2 separate regions of the Oryctolagus cuniculus genome follow, and region 1 is linked to region 2. The links are chromatin contacts, called in public Micro-C maps. All regions are on one chromosome and are shown on one strand. Each heading gives the region's core, a stretch centred on a gene start, on an enhancer-like site or on the middle of the called end of the contact. The rest is flanking DNA. Distances are from core to core; before and after follow the strand shown.

Region 1 (4,218 bases), core at 496-2,995, 130 kb after region 2:
GCTCTTTTGACTATGAAATGTGACTAAGAAATACTTTGCAAGACACAATACAGTAATTCATAATTTTTGGCCTTTATTGAAAAATATACAGCAAAAACTGAACAATTAAAACCAAGGTAAATTTTTGAGCAGTCAACAGAAAATTTATTAGATTTCAAAGAGGTCAGATTTCATAAGTCACTAAAAGGACATTAAACTCCAAAGCCACCATAACTTACCACAACAGACCTTGGCATTGTTGGCTTAAACACGGAACAGAATTCCAGTAATCTTTTCTCATAGTATTTGCAGAGTGTCATTTCTTCGTGAGGCTCAAGAAACACTGGATCATTTGGAAGAACCTTTTGATCAAAAATCAGAGCACAGGTTCAGTGAATTAAATACCGTCAAAGCCTTCTCTTACTACATTTAGCTTTCCTCTCGAACAAACACAAATACACCACGCCTCATTTTCTCTTTAGACTCGCTCATCATAAACAAAACAGCTTCAGGAAAACATGTCAGAGTGTATGTGGTCATTTCAATGCCTCAGACTGTCAGCTGAACTTCATGAAGCCAAGTCCGTGCATACGTATGCTAACAGATCTGATGCCATCGATTATAAATCGAAAAGCACACGGTCTTCCAGTGGTTGGCAAACTTCCAGCATCTCTCTGTCCGTCAACCATCATGTCACACAGCTGCGACAGGAAACAGTAAGCACCTTCACTACTTCTGCTGTTGTAAGCTACCCAGTCCTGGGCACTTTATTTTAAAAGTAGCGCTCGATCGTTAGCACAGGTGCAACACAGTGATAGCAAACACACGTGAGTTAGAGCAGCTCAGTACCAACAGGTCTGGCGCATGGGACCCTTGCTGGAGTGAGGCGTGTGCTGGGTGGGTGGGGGGTGGGGTAGGGGTGGAGCTGACGGATTAAAGCCGGCGGGGACCCCTAACGGAAGGGATGTGGCTATGGGGCCGTGGGCAGTCTTCAACTGGCTGGGCTCAGGGTCTCCTCTCTGCCTCGCCTGACGCGCTCCCCTCCAGGCTGCCTGAGATCGCCTTCCAGAACCAAGATCCCAGAAAGTTAATTTCCCGCTGGAATTTCTGCAAGGTTTCCCGCCTTTTCAGTACAGATTCCAAGTCCCTCGCCTGCCCTCCCCAGCCCCTGCGACCACCCCTCCCCCCCTCCGCAGCAGCAGCCACACACCTCGCACCGCCCGGCAACTTCTCGCCGCCCACTTTTCACCCGCGCGATCTCCCGCACCCTGCACCCGGGGGAAAAGCCTTCCCCGCCATCCCCTCGGGGCGAGTGGAAGGCGCCCGCCCGCGCGCTCTCAGCGTGCTACGAGCACTAGTTACTCGTCTGCCTCCCGACGCGGGGACTGCGCTGGCTCGACTCGGACCCCGGCAAGGCGCCCGCCCACTTGTCCAACACCCGCACGCACACCCGCGCCGCCGAGGCAGAGGCCGCGGGGGGCGCCCGGGGAGCTCCCGCCGCCGACCAGGCTGAGAGCCGCGCACCGCACCGGCCCCTCGCCCCTCGAGGGGAATCTCACCTTCCCGTTCGCCACCGCTTTGCATTTGAATTTGCGGTTGGCGTCGGCCCGCAGTCGGCCCAGCTGCTCCTCACTGGCGAAAGTCCAGTGCCTTTTCTGGCTGCTGTTGTGGTACATGGCGAAGTCCGAGCCCGAGCGCGGCGGGATCGCGGAAGCCGAGAGTGCGCCAGGCCGGCGGCGCGCGCGCTGACGTCACGATCACGTGCCGAGCCCTGCGCGGAGCAACCTGGGAGGGCGGGATGCGGCGCGGCTCCTGCGACGCACGTGGGCGGGGCCGCGGGCTTTCCCGCCCCCTCGGGTCAGGGAGCTGGGGACTGCGCGTTGGCCCTTGTAGCCGGTGCTTAAGGAAGCCTGGTCCGAGGGCACCCGAAGGGGACGAGGCGTGAGGGGAGGAGTAGGCTGAGGGAGATTCCCGAGGGAGGGTGACCGTGTTGAAGGGGAAGGTGTTTGAGGAGAGGCGGGGCACCGCCGAGGGAGCCGCGAAGTCGGCAGCCATCTTGCGTCCTTGAGGCCTGCAGCGGAGGCGTTCGTGGGTGTTTGGCGGGAGAGCCGAGGACACCAGTGTCCTGGGAGCCCTGTCACCATCCGAGAGCAGAACAGGGCTGGCCGACCGGAGCAGTGCACGTGGGACGCTGCCGTCTTGCCACTAGTGGGGCCTCGTCTGTCCGCCTCCCCTGCCTTCCTGTGGGTAACGCTTGCGCCCGCTTCCAGTTCCTCTCGGGAGCCGGGAGTCCTGGTGGTTGCGGGGTTCTCCTGAGATTCTCATCTTCGTAAAGGACTCTGGGGAGTCTTAACGATAACTACCGTCACAGAGGTTTACAGCTTCCAAAATTGCACTTGAGGTACAAAATCCGTATTAGTTAAGTCTTTGCCAGTTCTGTTTGTCGCATTTAAGGAAACCTAGTTCTGTGTATCAAAGCCCCCAGGAAAATTTCATCCAAAAATCAGATGATGATGACGAGACACGGAGTTTAGGTCTTGAAACGTCCACAGGGGTGAAAGCAGGTGGAAGATGACTTTACTCTGCTTTCTATGAAAATGTCTTACAAATTTAAGAAAGGGGGAGCCCCCCCCCTTTTTGGTGCAGTTGTGGTTTGCTACGGTTTTAGAATTCCTTAAATTTTATCATTTGTGGTTGATCATTTTGGAGATCCGTGCCATCGAACATGTGTCCGTAGTCTAGACCAGTGCATTGCTAAAAAGTAGGGAAGAGGGAAGAAGACGTGATGATGCTGAAGAGGACATGGCGGTCTGAGTCCAATGCACTATGGACAACTAAGAGCTGGTGGAGATGGAGAAAGAAGAACTTACAAGGAAGAAAGAAAAAGGTACAAAAGGCAGGCAGGGAGAGAAGTAATCCAGATAAGTAGAGTATGTGTGTGCAATCTTGGGTTTGTGGCAGTTCTGTGCATCATTTCAGTGGCTTTTGTTCTTCTGTGAGCTATTTGACAACTCCTTCGTTTTAAATAGAAGCAGCTACAAACGGGCATTTGGCAGAGTTGGCAGACTATGATTTCCACAGGGATCTAAGTCAAATTGTTGAGTGTCATGGTTCATTTAGGAAGATAAATATGAAAAACCTGGTGTTCCTGGTCTATTTTTTAAACCTTAAACAAATCGTAGTCTAAGAAAATTAACTGTCTTTTTCAGGTATAGTAGGAATTGGGCTGTATCCAAGCATCTGTGGAATAAAGTTGGTGATAGGCTAATGTTAAGGCTTGTGTACAATTCTTAATAAAGTGAGCAGGCTGGATGCGGCATTAGTCACTTAGCCTGAGTGATATTTTTTTACTATTCACTCCATTGAGCACCAGTTTATTTCTTTTCTACTTCTCTAATTGAAGGCAGAGTGGGGACTTAGAACTTGGTGCCTTTACCTATTTGCATTCTGAGTTCCAACTAAAAAGTAGTATTACTCTGAATTATTGCAGCAGGGCTGGAGCTTGAAATACGATCCAGGTCTCCCACATCGGTAGCTGCAATCCAATTACTTGAGCCATCATACTACCTCCCAGGATATGCACTGGTGGGAAGCTGTCAGGAGACAGATTTAGGAATTAAACCCAACATTTTTATATAGGATGCAGGAATGCAGACATTCCAGTTGTCAGGGAAAACACCCATTCCCTATCCCAATATTTTCAAAGTACAATTTCCATGCTTCTAAATGAGACTCTAAATGAGATTTGAATTAGCAGGAAGATTTGCACAGGGTTTTTAATGTCAAGTTGAGTCATGTGTGTAATGAGTAAAAAATTTTAAGAGTAAAATGATTAGAGTTGCATCACTTTATTCTGGAAATTATTTGACTGTCTTGATAAAGAGTCCTTTACAAAATCCTCATTAAAAGAAAATAGAATGAAGGGATAAATTCCATAGTGATACTCAATATCTGTGCTCAGATTAGCTGGATGTGATGTTGGATTATGAAATGAATGTTTCATCATGCTCCTAGGTAGAGCAATACATAGTGTAGCATCTTTATCATGTAACATATGCAATGTGATGGTAATACATTATATATTTTGATGTGAAATTTGAAGCATGGCTTAGAAATCATTGTTGATAAAAATTTTAGGTTTTTCTAAAGATTAACATTAGGTGAGGAAGTTTTTGCGAACATAAAATTATTCAGCCTTTCAAAGGCCTACAAGTTGGATGCAGTGGTGGCATTACAAGG
Region 2 (4,031 bases), core at 715-3,214:
CAGGTGCCCAAGTCTTAGAAGTGATCTACCTTAAGAACGCCTCCATTCTGCTCTTTCCTAACCTCCTTTCCAGAATGGCTGTTTAGCAATCCATATCTCTTACTCACCCACCTAATGAATAATGCGCTCTTTCTTTCAGAACCTTTTTAAGGTATTGCATACCTCCTTCTTGATTAGCATACTGTAGTACACTGGTTCTCAAACTTAGGTGGACCATCACCTGGAGTGCTCATTACAACAGGTTACTGCAGTTTCTGAATCAGAAAGTCTGGAGCGTCTGCATTTGTAACCAGTTCTTAGGACACTGCTGGTCTGAGTCCGCTCTGAGAACTCCAGCTCTTGTGACTGATCCATCTGGAGTGGTGCACTGCCTAACATGTGAGCACCATGCAGAGGTCTGCTTCTTAATCCAGTTGCTTGTCGTCACTGCCTGGGTAAATACACCTATGCAAACTTACAGAGGAGAATGGCTTGCTTGCACGTCCCCATCTCCTTTAGTCATCTTTCCCTTTTCCCTGGATTTCTATTACAGCTCCTTGCCTTCCCCAGTATGCTGCTTTGTCAGTTAGATCATCCTTAGCCGAGAAAATAGTGACCTGAAAGAACAATATCCAACGATATTCAGTGTTGAGATCCACCCCAACTCAGAACAATTTTTGAATCGAAAAAGGCAAGCTGCCAACCCATTGGTTTCAAACAATGGGAATAATTCCTGCGTGTCTGTGAATGCATCTAGTCGGCCCTTCACATCTGAGGAATTAACTAACTCTGGGAAACATTTTACAAGCATGCATCTGTACCAAAAATGTCATTTTGATTCTTGTTATTTCCAAAACAATACAGTATAACGGCTATTTACATGCATTTACACTGTGTTAGTTATTGCAAGGAATCCAGAGAGGAGTTGGTGTACATGGAGGGTGTGCTTATGTGCAAACGCTACACCACTTTATTAAAAAAAAAAAAAAAAAAAAAAAGGGATTCGAGCATCCTGAGAGCCTGGTATCCCGTGGTGGAGGCCCTGGGACCAGTTCCCCAGGGATACTTTTAAAGAGAACACAAAACCCCTCCTTGTGCGCTTTAAGGGTGAGGTCCAGGCTATTACTGTTGAACACCCTGGACAAGGGGCTTGTGCAGGCGCTCCGCCCCGGGCTCCGGCACTTCTCACACCTCCTCACCGTCCACCTGGACGGGCGCCGGCACGGGGCGGCGGACACCGCGCTCCACACCACGACCGCCTGCCCGCACGGCTCCCGGCACCCGCGGCGCTTTCCCGAGTTCCGGGACTGCCGCCTTGGAGCTGACCTGCCAGTGCGGCAGTCGCCGTGCGGTCACTGCGCCCCACACCCGCGCTGCGCTGACCTTCGCCGCGCGCCCGCCCGCCCCGTCGGGCCTCCGCGCCGCCGCTTTTCGTCACCGTCAGCGAGCGCGGCAGTGGCTCCGGTGGGCTCTTCCTTCCGCTCCATGCTCTTCCAGCTCCTCTCGCCTCCCGGGGTTTCATGTCAGCCTGCCACACACACACACAGACACACACACACGCACACACACGCGCGCGCGCGCGCGGCCGGGCCAGGCCGCCGCGCCGCCTCCGCCCCTCGCGGGCCGCTTCCCGCCCCGCCCGCCCCGCGCGGCCGCGCCTGCGCAGAAGCCGCCCTCCGCCTCCGCCGCCCTTCCTCTCCCCGCCGCTCCTCCCCGGCCCCGCCCTCCTTTCTCTCTCTCTCTCTCTCTCCCTCCCGGTCTGTCTCGGGTTTCACTACCCGAGCGCTGCAGGTAGCGAGCAGCGCCGCGGTTTCCTCGCCACCCCGCCCCTCCCGCCTCCCCTGCCCACCCCTCCCCGCGCCGGGCTGGTGGAGGATGCAGCGGCTGCCGGGGCTGCGTCCCAGGCAGCGGCCCCGGCGGCGGCGGCTGCGGTGGGGGTGGCCGGAACTCGGGTGGTGAGCGAGCGGCGGCGGCTGAGGGAGCGGCGGCCGCCTCGGCCGCTTCCCCCGGGCTTCCCTTCCTCCCGAGCGCAGGAAGTTTTCCGCGTCCGTGCATGTGTGTGCGCGTGAGTGTGGGTGTGCGAGGCGAGCCCGGGGCGGCGTTTGTGCCGGCGCTGGGCTTTTTTTGCCCACTTGGCGCTCCGTAACGCAGGCGGCTCCGCGAGTCTGGGCTGTGGCCCGGGGAGGGGGCGCGGCGGCGGCGGCGGCGGCGGCGGCGGCGGGCTCTCTCCTTTTGTTGTTGTTTCCTCCGCCTGGGGAGCTGAAGGGGGGACGCGCCTGGGTGGGGCGGCTCGGAGCCCGGGCCTGCTGGCCCCCGGGGCTCCCGGGCGGGCCGCGCAGGCTGAGCGCAGCGGGCTTCAACATGATGGCCGCCGAGGCCGGCAGTGAGGAGGGCGGCCCGGTGGCTGCCGGAGCCGGAGGCGGCGGCGGCGGCGGCGGCGCGGCCGCGGGCTCCGGTGCCGCCTACCCGGTGGTGTGTCGCGTGAAGCTCCCCGCGGCCGCCGCCCCCTGCCCCGGGCTGGTGGAGGCCGGGGCGCTGGGTGGCGGGGCCGCTGTGGGGTCGGGGTTCCTGGGGGCCGGGTCCGTGGCGGGGGCCCTGGGGGGCGCGGGACTGACAGGGGGAGGCGCTGCTGGACCTAGTGGGGACATGGCCCTCCCCAAGGGGACCCCCTTGCTGCCGGCCGAGACCCTCGGGCCGGGCGGCGGCTTCCCGCCTCTGCCGCCGCCGCCGCCGCCTCTGCTGCCCCCGCTGGGTGCGGGTCTGGGCACGGTGGACGAAGGGGACTCCCTGGATGGACCAGAGTACGAGGAGGAAGAGGTGGCCATCCCGCTGACGGCGCCGCCGACTAACCAGTAAGTGGGCTGTGCGGTTGCGGGCTTGGGGGAAGACGCACCTTGTTCTCTGGCGGCTGTGATTTGTTGTGCAGAGTTGGTGGAGCTGCGGGTGTCGCGCGTAGGGATTTAACTGGAGCGCTCCTCTTCCCGACAGGCGGGCTCCCGGGGCGTCTTTGTGTGTTCATGGCTCCTCTGGGAAGATGTAGTTTTTAAGATGGGACGCATGGGAAAAGTGTGTGTCCAGTGAGAACCGGATATGGTTGTGTGCCCTGCAAATGGGTGCCCCAGGATTCGCCAAGCCTGCCCGGAGCCAAGGCAGTCGCAGTGTACATGGACTTGTGTGTGTGTGCGCCCTGATGAGTTAGTGTGTAGGGATAGCGTGGAGAGAAAACAATCCATTGACCAGAATGCTTTGCTTTTGTGGCACCGACTTCTCCAACTTCTGTCTACGAAGGCAGAGTGATGCAGCGAAGTGTTGATCCCTTAGGCGAACGTGGGTCCGGGAGAAAGAAGAGTTGTGAGAGTTAGGCGTGTGATGAAGGACTCAGGTTCTGAGCTGGTAACGTGTTTCGTAGACTGACTTGGTTGATGGACCTGTAATGCTTTTGTAGTTCAGACGCTCGAAGTACAGTCTTCATGCGAAACAGATTTTAACGGCGCTTCGCTTCAGAATTTTTGTTGGTGGCCAATACGGTCTTCTATTTGAAATTAATTTTGACATTTAGAATATGCAGGGCATGACTTTTTAAATATAACTTAAATGTTGGAACAGGAAGGGACACTAGTAGGCAAAACGTGATCTGTCACATCAGTCTTAAATGATGTTTAGGATTTCAGCAGCCTTGGTGAGCATCAGGAAAAAAACATTTGGTTGGTATGTGGATGGATGGTCACTCTGGACAAGCCAAAGGTGTTTTTTGTTTTGTTTTGTTTTGTTTTTAATACTTTGGAGGATTTAGAAAGACTTTAAAAAGTGATGAGGAGGGCTTGCAGCTGTGGTGTAACAGGTAAAGCTGCCACCTGCAGCAACAGCATTTCACATGAGCCTGGTTGGAAACCCAGGTGCTTCACTTCCAATCCAGGTCCCTGCTAATAACCTGGGAAAGCAGTGGAGAATGGCCCAAGTCCTTGGGTCCCTGCACCTACATCGGAGACCTGGAGGAGGCTCTTGGCTCCTGGCTTCTGCCTGGCCCTTGTGGCCATATGGGATATGGGGAG

What was found. Hi-C and Micro-C count contacts between places; a contact is called where the count stands out from the background.
Region 1: a contact with region 2 is called in a Micro-C map of ear pinna, with 5 times the contacts expected there. The contact joins the promoter of CCNH here to the promoter of RASA1 in region 2. A contact is called at or near these places in 2 of 6 Hi-C or Micro-C datasets (ear pinna and an unstated tissue).

The regions. Positions count from the first base shown.
Region 1 is chr14:10,327,842-10,332,059 of mOryCun1.1, forward strand. It overlaps CCNH (cyclin H), which reads right to left and starts at 1,746. Exons shown (of 9, transcript XM_002713905.5): 1 at 1,539-1,746; 2 at 219-341. The coding sequence starts at 1,655.
Region 2 is chr14:10,198,086-10,202,116 of mOryCun1.1, forward strand. RASA1 (RAS p21 protein activator 1) reads left to right here and starts at 1,965. Exons shown (of 25, transcript XM_070056402.1): 1 at 1,965-2,831. The coding sequence starts at 2,341.